Regions from separate parts of the Mus musculus genome. Here region 1 is linked to region 2. Evidence: chromatin contacts called from public Hi-C data. All regions are on one chromosome and are shown on one strand. The core of a region is the stretch at or near the end of the contact, and the rest is flanking DNA. Distances in the headings are between cores, read along the strand shown. Region 1 holds the start of Adamts16 (a disintegrin-like and metallopeptidase (reprolysin type) with thrombospondin type 1 motif, 16). Region 2 overlaps Adamts16 (a disintegrin-like and metallopeptidase (reprolysin type) with thrombospondin type 1 motif, 16).

Region 1 (7,012 bases), core at 858-3,357, 97 kb before region 2:
TCATTCAGGAAGCCCTAATTCAGTTCTCTCTTCCTCTCTCCCTCTCTCCCTCTCTCCCTCTCTCCCTCTCTCCCTCTCTCCCTCTCTCCCTCTCTCCCTCTCTCCATCTCTCCCTCTCTCCCTCGCTCCCTCTCTCCCTCGCTCCCTCGCTCCCTCGCTCCCTCTCCCTCTCCCTCTCCCTCTCCCTCTACCTCTCCCTCTCCCTCTCCCTCTCCCTCTCCCTTTCCCTCTCCCTCTCCCCTCTCTGATGGTTGGATATTATAGGCCCAAGGAGTGGCACTATTAGAAGATGTGGCCTTCTTGGAGTAGGTGTGTCACTGTGGGTGTGGGCTTTAAGACCCTCATTCTAGCTGTCTGGAAGCCAGTATTATCCTAGCAGCCTTCAGATGAAGACTCCTCAGCTCCTCCTGCACTATGCCTGCCTGGATGTTGCCATGCTTCCACCTTGAGGATAATGGACTGAACCTCTGAACCTGTAAGCCAGCCTCAATTAAATGTTGTCCTTATAAGAGTTGCCTTGGTCATGCATGGTGTCTGTTCACAGCAGTAAAACCCTAACTAAGACATGCACACACACACACTCTCTTTCTCTCTGCTCTCCTCCCACCTCTCTCATGTGTGCATACACAGACACATACACACAGAGAGAGACAGACAGACAGACAGACAGACAGACAGACACACTTGGGAACAATAGAACAAGAGAGACCAGGTGGAATAGAGGGGACTTAACAGGAGATAATGGGAGGCTTTAATAAAAGAACATAGTGTAGGTGCGTGGAATTATAAAAGAATGAAACAGTAAGTCAACAAAACTGTACTCTTTGACAATATTTTTCATATGAACGACTGAGAGAGAAAGGGAGGGAGCAGAGAGAGAGAGAGAGGGATATGCATACACAGATCAGTTCATCTTGATTCCGCCCTGTCCTTTCTGAGATGTATGACACTTCATTCAGGCTTATAAAGAGCCACTCTGGGGCATCTCAGCTCAGTGTAGGCTGGAGTGAGCACCCTGAAAACTGCAGCCACTGCTCCACATGCCATCCCCCTTCTCAGCCTTGCAAACCAGGCAAGGTCAGTGTGACTGCAAATGAGGGACCCTAGAATGGCAGCTGGAGGGAGCCTGAGATGTGAGACCAACCGGCAGAAGGAAGTGGAGTGCAGCTGCTGGGATGGACAGTCATTGGCAGTCCCGCGTGTAGAAACATCTACCCGTGCGCTCAGTGCTGTCTGTATCTGTACCCACCCTGCAGCAGACACTCTCAGTCACTGATGGTCACAAAAGACGCTCATACTCAAACACATACTCAGGTCATGATGGACCAGGACGCAGGGCTGGAGAGAGGGCATTCGCTGGTTGTCTTGGATAGACCTGGTCTGGTCTAGGCTGGGGCTCCTAGACTTCCTACTAGGATGCTCTGGGAACCCAGTGGCCTCACACCTGCTCTCCCAGCAGGTCAGCCAGAGTCTAAAGTGAATCTGAAATTGGCCACTGCTGTCCAATGAAAAATTAGAGGCGTGAGAAAGAAACCCAGCTTCCTCATAGCCTGCCCTACCCTGCCCTGCCCTGCCCCGCCCCGCCTCCATTCACCCCTTTTCTTCACGTGCCCCAGGCAACTAAGGACTCACATTCATTCATAAGCAGATACATTCCTCCCTATACATCTCCCACTAGAAGGGAAGGCCAGAGGGTCTGTAACCAGGGGATGGACTAGAGAACAATGAATGCTGGATGCCTGTCTCTATGCAGCTCAATCTTGCCCTTAAGTGAGAAGTCCCACAGAGCTGCAGCGGTGGCAGGTGGCAGAGGACTTTGGAGTAACACACCAAGACAGTTTTCCACAAAAGCACAGGGGTGAACAGCTAGATATGACTGTGTCCTGGCCTTGTCTCTACCCCAAGTTCTCATGTAGGTGGACAAAACACCTTCCTGCTGGGTCATAGGCGTGAAGGATGCCCAGTACTTACCATGAGTCTGCTTCATCTCCTCTCCCTGCCACTCCTCCCTTATCCTCCTCCTCCTCCTGGTACCCCTCCTCCCTGCTTTACTCCCTCCTCTATCCCCTCCCCTCTCCTCTCCTTTGCCCTCCCTAGTCCTGCCCTCTCCTTCTCTACCCTCCTCCCTGCTGTCCCTTGGTTGCTGCGGGTGCTTTGCCGCCCCCCGCCACCACTGCCACTCCACCTCCCGGTGCCGAACGAAGCTGCAGTGATAACTCTGATGTGCATGGTGGAATCGCTGCCTGGAAACCCTGCGATTTTGCCGGGTCGGTCCTTTGCACCCTAGCATACTGCTAACACCGGGACTATCCAGTGACCCAGTCTAGACTGCTGAGCTGAGTCCTGTGAGCCCTCGGGCACCGGGGCCATGGAGTCCCGAGGTTGTGCTGCGCTCTGGGTGCTGCTGCTGGCGCAGGTCAGTGAGCAGGTGAGTCCTGGCGCTAGGACCAGCAGAGTCTGATGGCTGCAAGTGCATTCCGCCCTTGGCTGAGCTCTGCAGTGCCCGCATTTTCACTGAGGTGTCCTCGTTTTTTTTTTCCCCCTAGCAGACACCTGCGTGCGCCCTGGGACTCGCAGCTGCAGCGTCTGGGAGCCCGGAAGACCCGCAGCCTCCCCCATTCTCTGGGTCCAGCTGGCTGGAAACCGGTGGTAAGTTCGCGCGGTGGGGGCTCTCGGTTCCTCACAGGTAAGCAGCCAGCAACCCCCTATGCTGGTCTGCAAGTCTCCTGGGACTCAGGACGCCAAAAGCTTTGAAGATGCTATCTTGCTCTTTCTATTCATTTCGAGCACAAGATCATGCTCAAGAATGACTTCCGACCAACGTCTGTATCCTATTTCCTAGTAAAATGATAATGGCTAGCCAGAGTTACATTGGGGGAGTGAGATATCTGGGTGTAGGAAGACTCCAGATCACTCTATATATTGACATCATTAATGTATACACCAAATCTATTATAAGCAACGTAGTCCCCACTCCAGCATCTTCCCCCCTCTCCTTTCTTTCACATTGAAGCTTTCTCCACTTTGACTGTCACAGGAGGAGACAGAAGGCAACCTCATTAATATCGCTTTAATGTTAATTAATAGCACAGGGGACATCCAAAGGATGTGTCCTGGACCTCCTTGAACATGAACTCGAATTCAAGTCTTCTGCAAGGTTCAGCCACCTCAGTGATTCACAAGTGGGTTTCCCCTGTGAGGTGTCCTAGCAATGACACCTGGTGACTGAGAAAGCAGGCCATTGCACTTGCTAGGAGGTTTGTGCTGGGTCCACAGCAAATGCAGGATTTTACTCACCCTGTCCTTTCCTGGGATGAATTAGCTTGAGATTGTTAGCAGAAATGGCGACCAGAGGCGAGCCAGGTTTAATCTTTTCGGCAGATTTTTAGAATATGTACAGGATTAAACAATTGACACTTCGGAAACCCTCATTATCGCTTCCTTCATCAGGATAAACTTACAAGAACTGAATTCCTCCTACTGAAAACAGGGTTTAAGAAGGGATATATGAGTCTCGGCTCTAGGACTCTGAGTGCCACTGGAGGGCGCCAGACCCAAACAGTACAGTGGTTTAGAAGGCAAGGGAAAGCCTATTGTGTTTGAAACCCACCCTCTGTCACCTGCATCTCCAACCCTCTTCTGATCCTCTTACTTCGAATTCTGACACATCATGACCTTACAAGGAATGTTCATGCTCTAACTTTGGACTTTGCACTACTTTCAGAATAAAACTTAAAAAAAAAAAATCCATAGGGACTCGAGGCATTTCAGACATTTATTTATTATGTGTGTAGGGTGCATGGCACTGTGGAGGTCGGAGGACAACTTGTGGGAGTTCAAGGATCAAATTCTGACTGTCTTGCTTAGCATGGAGCAGGCTGAGCAATCGAGCCTTGCCACTCGGGACACGTTTATTGCACTAACGAAGTGTTATCCAAGATGATAACATTATAGACAGAACGCTATTCAGGAAGAGAGGACAAGCTTAGTGCCTGAGGCCACAGGCAGGCTTCTCATGCCTGGCGCCTCAGTCCCGGATCCCAATGGCAGTGTTTCCATGGACTTTCACTTGCCTGGTCAGAGCGTGCACAGAAGGTGTGAGTCCTTGCAAGGTGGAGCTGACTTTGTGAAGGCAGGATACCTTCACCCTTTCCTGGTTATCAAAAGAGAAAGAGGCAGAGAGAGCAGACAGCAGTCACACAGCAGAGGCAAGGTGTGGCAGAGCACCTGTGACCTTCAGATCTGCATATTGTGCACGGCCCATCTCCATGATATAAGATAATTTCTTAATTAACTCTTTGAAGCTGTTTTGAGTTTGGGCTAAAGTGAGACCTGTAAGGGTTCTGGCTATTTTGCTGCCTTTGTGAAGTAATTATGCAGTAGGGAAGAGAGCCTCACGCACCCCTTGAGACAATGATGGATAACTAAATTGAGATAAGTTGGATTATCAAACACGAATGTATCAATTTACATTTTGATGACTCTATTGCTTTTTATTTCTTGTTTCTTCAAAGGTTTCCTTCCATATTTGTCATTGCAATAACATCTATGGTTTCTGCCAAGAGCATGGCACAGGTTTTTAGCTTTTTAAAAACTTTGGGTTTCCAGATCTCAAGGCAAAGCTCAGAAGTTCTTTAGGCTTTTGACTGGGAGGATAGAGAGATTGTTCAGAGGCTGATGGTACTTACCACCTCTGCTTCCCTCTGTTCTCATTCCATTGCCCCAGGTAGTCTCATTTGTAATTTTAATAATATATATGAATATAAGATTTACACATGTGTACAAATTATCATCTTCCAAATAAGAAAAAGTGGTATATATGTTTTTATGGGTCTTATTTTGCTTACTTTGATAACCTGTGGTTACGTACATATATTTTCCTGCAAGCAAACGACTTAGCTCTTTAGCCCTTCTCTAGTGTGTGTGTGTGTGTTTGTGTCTGTCTGTCTGTGTGTCATCTGTCTGTCTTTTTGCCTATCATTTTCCATATCTGTTCGCATGACCAACACCTAGGCTGACTCCATAGCTTGGCTACTGTGGAAACTGTCCAATGTCTCTGAAGGATGCTGACTATAGTGTGTTGACTGGGTCTGAGTCCATATCCAGGATTTGTGTGGCTGGATGCTATGGCTGGAATCATCTCTCTATGGACAACGAAGCTCATGAATTAGGCTAACAACAGTGACTTGTACCTCTTGCCTTTATTCCATTACCTCTGAAGGAGGGGGAAGTAGCCAGAAGTGATATGAATCCTGTGAGGATTCGGATGTGCTAGCTAACAATACCCCAGCCAACCTGCCTGCCCCACAGAGCAGAGAGCAGTGGCGGTGTCACATGAGGGAAAATACTTTGGTGAACTGCAAACCAATGGATGCACCTATATTCACTCTTCAGACTTGCTGAGTCCTGCTGTGCTTCCCCCCCCCCCCTTCGCCATATACCAGGTTGTCTGATCCTCCATTATCCTACACAAAATGTTATAGAAGCCAGAGTGTCTTACCCTACCATAGCTAAATCTCCTGCTCTGGTGCAGATGCCTGCCAGAGCCTGCTAAGTCACCTGCAGAGCCTGCTGCCTCCCTATGCCAGCTGTTCCCACTTGTACAGTAGGGCTAGATGTGTAGATTATGCTTGGGACTGCAGAGAGAGAGAGAGAGAGAGAGAGAGAGAGAGAGAGAGAGAGAGAGAGAGAGAGAGAGAGAGAGAGAGAGAGAGAGCTATGACATGTGGCAGGCACCATAGCCAAAGTCTTGGTGCCCTCCAGTCCTCACCTTGCCATGGTTGTCAGCAGGAGAGAATCCCCGCCTCTGATCTTCTCTGACTCTCTTAAACCCAACCACAGAGCTTTTGTGGCTTGTCAGTGGCCATTGTCCGAACTTCTGTTTTACCTGTCTATTGCTTGTCAGGAGAGAATAGCAACACACAGACAAGTGCCTGTGCCTACTCAAAATTAATTGGTGATAATTACCTTGATATCGCTCACCTATAACCAAGTCATACTTTATGCATGAGTCTGAAAAATGTGTCCACTCATGCTGAGTCAGAGGCAGAGACCGGTTACCAAGCATCTAGTAGAGCTACCTCTTAAGAGACGGTTGATAGACTGGAGTAGAAACGTGTGTTTACAATGTTGCAATTGGCCAAACTCCAAATGTGCTGTGCTGCCAGTGTAGAGGATAGTCTGCCAAACTGTCAGGTTAGACCTGTCTATTCCCCCTGTTTGAAGTGATGAGCTTTGCAAAGACACCTCACTGTACATTCAGAGAAAGGCCTGATACCATGCTGGCCTGTTGTGTTTAGTGATTAGGGGAGAAAAAATACAGGCATAAAACCCAGCCAAATTTCGTATATAACTGGACACACTCCATGCTTAATTACTGATTTCAAAGACTTAAACCAAGCTAGCTAATCTAAAACTAAACAACAACAAAAAAAATTTAACCTTGGCCACAGGTCTCAGCTGATGATATGGCCGAGTAGCCAGCTGTGACCCTGATCTAGATGCCCAATCCTTGGCTCCTCCCTCCTGGAAAGATCCATCCCTGGGCTGTGGACATGGGGAAAATATTGTAAATGTTAGTGATGAGTATGGAAAGACCTGTTTATCATCTTTAAAAAATTAAAAATATGATTTCCCAGAATGGCAGAGGCCATTTCAATATGCACAGGGTCAGAAAGCACCGAGCTCAGTGACATCTCTCTGCTTCCTGTGGAGGGTGGTGACTCTGGGTGCTATTGTAAAGGATGCTGTAGTCTCAGCCATGTAAGTCTGACAGAGTCTGGAGGTTTCTTTTGCTTTTCATAAGTTGTTGTAGTTGAATGCTCTTCAGACCAAGACACGGGAGAATATAATGGTGAGACCTGGCCCAGGGGTGGGCTCCCAATGTTGTCACAAGAACCCAGCTGGACAAAAGGGAGACCAGAGCAACAGGCAAGTCCACAGTGGCTCAGGGATGCAGCACGTGAGCGTTCCTCTATAGTGTTCTGTGAGTTCTGGTGTATGACCCTAGTCT
Region 2 (7,137 bases), core at 3,411-5,910:
AAACCCAAATCCCTGACCCATATCCCCTACTCATGCCTCATCTTAATGTAAGTCAGGAGCTGTGTCACTTGCTTTCAAATCATGTGATCTATTGCCTTCTTGTTCACCTACCTATCTAGATGGAGAAGCTCAAGTGTTATTTATCTGAACTGTAGTTTTCTTAGCACAAGTACAAATAGCATACCTTCCCAGTAGATGAACTGAAGTCGGGTGAAAATGGCTCCCAGGTGGTGGTAAACTCTCTCAGAGTTCTACAAGTACAGAATTTACATTCTGATAGATACTTAAAATAGACAAACTTCAAGTCTTTCAACCGGGATCTACAAATGAAGTCACATCTGTACTTGATATTCAATCGTTTGTATTATCTGTGTTGTACCCTCATGACCTCTTAGAAAATCCATAGCTGAATATCTCTTTTTGCAACCAAGATACATAGGTCCGATGAGTGTGCTTGATTGCACACAGCATAAATGAAACACAAGAATGAGCAGGCTAGTTTTATTAGTTGACTCCTTGACAGAGCAAGAGAGAATGGCATTTATTTCTTTTCTACCTCTTATCTCTCATCCACAAGAGTCTTACAAAGACTAGCCACATAGTAGTATGCTGTTGCCAAGGCAAGGCAGAGAGATAGATGACTATGAAGGCAATACCTGAAAGACAGTTTGGCTCATATGATGCCATCCAGCTAATCAGGTCATTTAATTATCCAAATTCCTTACCTCTCACTTCAGCAGGTATATCATCCTAAGGCTGAGACACACAGCACAGCCTGCCTCTGCTGTTGCCCACATGAACTGAGTGACTTCTAACAGTGAGTGCACCACTTTACTAGACTCTAGTTCCCATGAATATCGTAACATAACTGGTCCTGCTCAGCATTTCCACAGTTATTTCAGCATTGCCTTCAGGAACACTTGGGGATGGTGTTAGAATGTCTTCTTGTTTTGCTTTAGTTTGGTTTGCAGGTCTGGTGCCCTTGAGTACAGAAGCTGTTTCTCAGGGTCTCGGGTTAAGGGATTCTTTTGTGACACCACGACGGCAAACCTGAATGAGGGAGGATATTTGGCTATAGCTCTATTCAAAAGCTTTCTTTTCTCTTATGAGAAGTAAGTATTCCCACATATGGTATGCTGGACTTTAGGTATGACAGAGTATAGTATAGTGGCCTTTAGATACTGCAATGGACTGGAAGGAGGCCTTCCATAGAGACATAGGTACTACACTGTTCTGCTGGGACAGAGGTCCTCAGGCAAAACAAGGCTACTTGAGTGCCACACATTAAAGTGATTCTTTCCCCACTACTGTCTCATGGGGAAAGCGTCTAACACATCTTTGTTTAGTCAGAGAAATCCAATGCCCACAATTCTCTGCAGTCACTAGTTTTCATGTAGCTGGGCAGCTAGCTGGTTCAGGTAATGGTACCCTACATAAATAGTCAGGCAAGGGTATAGACACGTCAGCGAGAAGGACACTGCCTTCCTACCTGACCCCCAGTGGAGCAATGCTGGTTCGCATCATCACAGTATACCTGACACATAAAAGCACTTTAGAAACATTCTTGCTATTGTGCTGGAGGATGAAAGTGGAGGCTAGACACTTAGGAGGCAGATTGATCAGGTGGTAAGAGGTGGTTGGGTTCAGGTATTTCAGAGGTTGAGCTCAAGACTCGATGTGTGCAGAGGAGACCTGTTCCTAATGACCAGGCATTCAAAAATATGAGCCTTTGTGGGGCAATTCTTATTCAAGCACAGTTAGCTAGGTGTGAACAGACAGCTGCTTGAGAGCTTTAAAGATAAGACGGACAGATCCTGAGAAATCGTGCAACTCAGGAACCAGTACTGCTGTCGCTGTATGGAAGCCACAGCAACAACTGCTGGGGCTGCTGCAGAGGAGAGGAGGAGGGGGAAGAGAAGGGAGGAGGAGGAGGGGGGCGGGGAGGAGAAAGAGGAGGAGGAAGAGGAGAAAGATGAGGAGGAGGGGGGAGGAAGGGGAGGAGGAGGAAGAGGAAGAGGAGGAGGAAGAGGAGGAGGAGGAAGAAGAGAAGGAGGAGGAAGAGGAGGAGGAAGAGGAAGAGGAAGAGGAAGGGAAGAAGGAGGAAGGGGAGGAGAAGGAGGGAGATGAAGAGGAGGAGGAAGAGGAGGACAGAGAGGATGCCTGTCACTTCCCAGTACTCATCTCCACCCCTGCTGTCTAACCTGATTGACAGTTCTCAGCTTTTATATAAAACAAGAAACTATAATGCTCAGGTTTTTTTCTTAGCAAGCTAACCTCCCTGAAGGAGGGCTAGTGCTGTGACTGGGATGTACTTGCTATCCCTCTGTGTCCTCTGATGCAGTGGACTGAGACTAAGACTTGGGGAGGGCATGGGCTGATTTCACACAGTGTGTCGGAGGCTGGGGGACTGAATCTGAGAATAAGCATGACCAATCAGCTTCTTCGGTTTCTCTCTGAAAACTCATCGCATTGAAGGCGATTTGTGGTTTCTCGGTCGGGTCGCCGTTGCTCTAACGTGGAACTTGAGAAGGAGCCTAACTCGAGCCTGCTGTGTTAAGTCCTTGAAGTATTCCCACTGGCCATGTTCCCAAGCCTCAGGGACTGAGCAGCTGTGCTCCAGGCTCCCACAATCCAGATGCACTAGATTCATAGCACTTGAAATGTACGCAAGACCCTGGGGAAGATCCCGTCTACATATTTACACAGATATGAACATCCAAGAAACCACAAAGTAGACTGTCAGAAAACCCTGCACCAGAGGGAGTGACATCATCACACCGCCGTGCTTACATCTATGTGGTAAAAGGAAGAGGCTCATAGGAAAGCAACATCTCCTCAGATGGGTCTGGTGCAGCTGCCACCAAATCTGCATATATATGGTTACAGTTATGTCTGTAAGGACTGAAGGAGGAAAGCCTCTGCTTCTCAAAGGGATCACTAACCTAAGCCTTTTACCACCAGACCCTTTGGTAGGACATTTGCCTCTCCCAGGCCAGGTGACTGCATCCCCTAGCGAGACTGTCTTCATAGAAAGCATGGCGCCTGTGTCGGACGCTAGGCCACTAAGCACAATCTCAGGGTGGTGTAGATGATGTGTTGATTAGCAGGTTCATTGCCTGAACAGCTTGGGTGGCATGTCTCCCTTCTCAGCTAGAAACATGGCACTTCCTAGGACAGGAAAGCTTCCCAGAGAACAAAGTGTCTTCGCTGTGAGGTTGTCCCACCAAGGTCGAGTGCAAGTTCATGTCTGTGTAGCTCATTTTTCTCTAAATACTGTAAGGAGGACATTCCCTGGACAGTGAATAAGATGTCTATTGGAGCCCATGACCTAAAGGTGTGGACATGCACAGGACATCAAAAGGCGCTGTCTAAAAGCAACCCAAAGACCCAGTGTTCCCATTTCTGGACTCAGTGGACCCAAGCAGCTTCTCCTGGGCGCTGTTCTAGCACTCGGTTACATTTTTTATATGAAGCACCGGATTTGGCAGAGCCACTCACAGGAGGTTCTCTCCCGCGCTGACTTACCTTGACGAGCCCCAAGGCATCGTTGCAGCAGAGATGTAGGTCACTTCTTTTGTAGACCTTTCTGGTATTTCTCATTCAGTGAATTGCTTCCTCCTCTTTAGAGATGCGCTAATGCACCTGGTTTCCTGTAGCTATCCTCATTTGTTCTTCCTCCCTTTCCTCTCATTTGCAGAATTTTAAAATTTATAACATTGATAGACTCAATATTCCTGCAGAATCTCGACATTGTGGTCTCTTTACCACTTCATATTAACCTGTGACAGGAAATCACTGAGAGGCTGTACAAAAAGTGTTTGTGTCCCTGTAGTTATTATTATTATTATTATTATTATTTGCTTTAAAGTAATCCATATTGATTGATCATGCTTTTAATGCCCTTCTGAGGGGTTTTCAAACACATACATCTAAGCAATGCAGTAGGAACCATACTTCTCTCTCCTTGCTTGTGGGTTAAGTTGAGAGCCCACTGGGTTTACTGAATCCTGTGAACCACATGGGGTATAGGGCTAAGGAACAGAGGCCCAGGTAGGGTGAAGTGCAGGATGATATCGCTATGAGAAGAGCAGTTCATGGTTCAGCAGTTCCTGCTGTATACTAGCTCCTGTATGAACAGAGGTTCTGCAGGCTGGGTCATGAGTCATTGAGATAAGATCTGGGTACCCACTGATTTTTAAAATTGACCAATTTACAAAATACCCAGATGGCCTGAATATTTGCTTTCACTTGACATCAATAACTGTGAGCCATTTCCTCATTCTGTTCATGAAGGGCCCAACCCTTTTGATGGATAAGGACCCACCTACAAGCTCAGAGCACCTGGTTTCAGTTTGAGTTTCTGAAAGAAGGGTGGAGTCCCTCTACTCATTTTCTGCAAAATCGCTTCAGCTTTCTTTTATTTTTCTCCTTGTTTTACTTTTTCCTCAGCCACACCTAACTTGACAGCAGTCCCACTTGATGACTGGTCTTGACTCAGTCATCCCAAGACTCGACTTCATTTTCTTAGAAACAAGCCTCATTTTTTTTTCAGGCTCATGTTTCACAAAGTTACGCCAAACCTAATTACATTACACAGTTCCAGTGACAAGCTCAGCTGGCATAAACAGGTTTTAAAGGCTGACGCGGCAGGGTGGGTGAAACCCAAAAGACATCAGTGGCAGAAAAAGGCTGTGAGCATCCAAGGGCATGCTTGGCACCTCTGAGATGGTGCTTCAGTGGTGGGCAAGGCCACAGAGCTCCCTCAGGAGGTGAAGGGTGCCAAGGAGTGGAAGTCTCAGTTTGGTGTGAGTGTGCGCACACCAGCTTCTAGTGAAGCTGACCTGAGCTCAGGGGCAGAGAGGAGACCACCCAGGCCACAAGACTGATGTCTCAAGAAGAATGCAGCAGATACACAGAGCCCCATCTGAGTGACTCTCCACTGAGAGGGGAACTGCAGAGAGCCCAGTGGGAGCCTGCCAGTGAGAAAGTGCTCATGTGCTTTGCTCACGGGGTGGTGTAAGTACAGTTTAAGCAACCTGGGCTAGTTCTCAGCTGTGAGTTTCCCCATTGTCTCAGCCTGACTTGTCCAAGCACAGAACAAACAGACTCCTTCCTACCTTTGTCCTCCATGGGCAAGAAGGTCCCCCACTTCCTTAGGTGAATTGACTGGAAGGCTTGGAGGAATAAGCTATTGGAGACAATCTCTGCTAACTTCCCAGATGGCATTGCTTCAACACCAGGAGGCTTGCAGCCTGCCCCTAAAGCACATGAGGTGGTAGCTGGGTTCCTGCAGAAAACCCTAAGCAAAGGACCTTGCAGACCCAGGTGCCTAAGGAGCAGCTTCCTTCTCTGCAGGAGGCCAGATAGAGCTTTTGGAATTTAGACATTGAAACCCCTGCTGTTTCCAACAGAACAAGGGCAAGTGTGGGCCTCTGTGCTGTCTAGGAACAGAACCCGGGACTAAGAACTCTTCTCACTCCTGCCTCCATCTCAATCACTCGCTGGCTGCTTTCTCAGAGACAAGGCTGGTCAATGGGAGTCACTACTGCTGTGCTTCCAGGCTCAAAGGCACACTCTTCTCTTCCCATTCCCGGTGGAACGACCGGAAGGGCAGATTCCCCAGGAGCCATGGCTCCACCTTCATTCAGGAACTGTTTGGTCTCTCTAAGAGGCATCGTGAGAAGCTTACTGGTACAGCCAAGTGTCCGCAGGGAGGAGTCTCACAGATGAATGCTTTTGTTGGAACCGGGATGAACTGAGACCATTTAGAGCGTGGAGGTCTGTCTCCCAGAATTCTCTCTTGTCTTCACTCGTGTAGACGAAGCTTCATGGTCTTCCTGATTGTTTGCAAGACAATATGCAATAGCAGGGCAGTAAGAGAAGAAAACCTGGCAAAAATAGCATTTTGGCTTCTGATAAGTGAACCTTTACAGGCCTTTGGCTCCTCGCAGTTTATAAAATTAATGCCACAATGGCTCCTTTGGAACAAGCTTTTGATGTCTGGCTTTGCACGCTTCAGCAGAGAAATCCCGCATCTCGACATGAAAACAATCCTGGATCTGGGTCTGGCTCATTATAAATCTCCCCTTCAGCTCTACAAAGGAAAAAGAAGTGGTCCAGATCTTTGAGGCTAAAGAAAATGAAGTAACTATAAAGTGCCAATCCGCAAGGTTCTGGAGAGGGCCTGGCACCAGCCCTTGCCCCATGCCAGACGGTTGTCAGGGCTGGGCTTTCTGTTCTGACCTAGATAGCAGAGATAGACACTGCATGAAGTCCTACAAAGACGCAACACTGAAAACAGAGAAGGTCCTGGCCTTCTGGTCAGTATATGTCTGCCTTCTGTGTAAACTACCTTTAGGGAAGAAGGTAGGAGACAGTGCAGCAGCTATATTGCACCATGATTTCTGAGCCTTCGCTGCTTGCTACATGTTAGAAGGACCTGGAGATTCTGTGTTTGTTTTTCAAGAGATCAGCACATGCCTAAAGACTGTGAGGGTCTGCCAAGCCTATGTATATGGCTCCACTGCTCCCGTGTGCATCTGGTTACCTCGCAGGCCCACTGGCTTCCACAGAGCAGTGGATGATGACAAGATGCCCTTTGGCAGAGACTAATTCCTAAATTCTCATCACCTGATAAGAAAAAAGATCTATAGGTCGTCTGGCATCTGTCTTCTCCCCCACCCTTCGTCCATTGACCCCAGCCATGGTATAGCCTACTATGCTCTAAATTAACTTATTCTCCCCACTTCCCATGGAAAGGGTATCTTCCTCATAGTGCCTGTGTCTGCTGCTGGATGTGAATTGTTGTACTTAAAACATTTCGCTTAGAAAGGGCAGTGGATCCCAAATGACTTACACATATGAAGTTGGGGCTTCTTGTGGCTTCAGAGCTTGGCTAGCACCCATTCTCTCCCACTGCAGAAGCAGCTGGAGACATACATCTGCTACATGCTGAGCGTGCATGTGCACTGGATGGGAGGTGTCACCAAGTTCATCAGGGCTCATTTACAGATGTGAAGAAGGTGGTTTAATGAGGGACCCGAGTGTGCTGACAGATGCTGTTATCTGTGAAAGAGGAGTTATAGACACAGGAATGTGAAAGACTCACCTGGTGGTAAATGCTCAGGCTGGAGCCTC

Evidence for each region. A called contact is a pair of places that touch in the nucleus more often than the background predicts.
Region 1: a contact with region 2 is called in a Hi-C map of the C2C12 cell line, with 4 times the contacts expected there. The contact joins the promoter of Adamts16 here to the enhancer-like site in region 2. A contact is called at or near these places in 2 of 39 promoter capture datasets (both in the 3T3-L1 cell line), 1 of 15 datasets of contacts at CTCF or cohesin (the NIH/3T3 cell line), 9 of 484 Hi-C or Micro-C datasets (the C2C12 cell line, embryonic heart, embryonic stem cells and 4 more), 2 of 115 datasets of contacts at active chromatin or transcription factors (embryonic fibroblasts and embryonic stem cells) and 2 of 9 other capture datasets (adipose tissue and pancreatic islet).

The regions. Positions count from the first base shown.
Region 1 is chr13:70,836,906-70,843,917 of GRCm38.p6, reverse strand. It overlaps Adamts16 (a disintegrin-like and metallopeptidase (reprolysin type) with thrombospondin type 1 motif, 16), which reads left to right and starts at 2,107. Exons shown (of 23, transcript NM_172053.3): 1 at 2,107-2,428; 2 at 2,547-2,649. The coding sequence starts at 2,369. Gm36529 (predicted gene, 36529) reads right to left here and starts at 3,468. Exons shown (of 4, transcript NR_167928.1): 1 at 3,298-3,468.
Region 2 is chr13:70,742,039-70,749,175 of GRCm38.p6, reverse strand. The region is part of intron 18 of Adamts16 (a disintegrin-like and metallopeptidase (reprolysin type) with thrombospondin type 1 motif, 16); the gene reads left to right. Among named protein-coding and RNA genes, the nearest start is that of Gm36607, 39 kb to the right of the region's middle. Within about 2 kb of position 4,660, at least 18 of the 459 cell types and tissues checked have an H3K27ac peak or open chromatin away from gene starts, as enhancers often do. A contact at or near this core is called in the C2C12 cell line and embryonic fibroblasts, where this site is marked.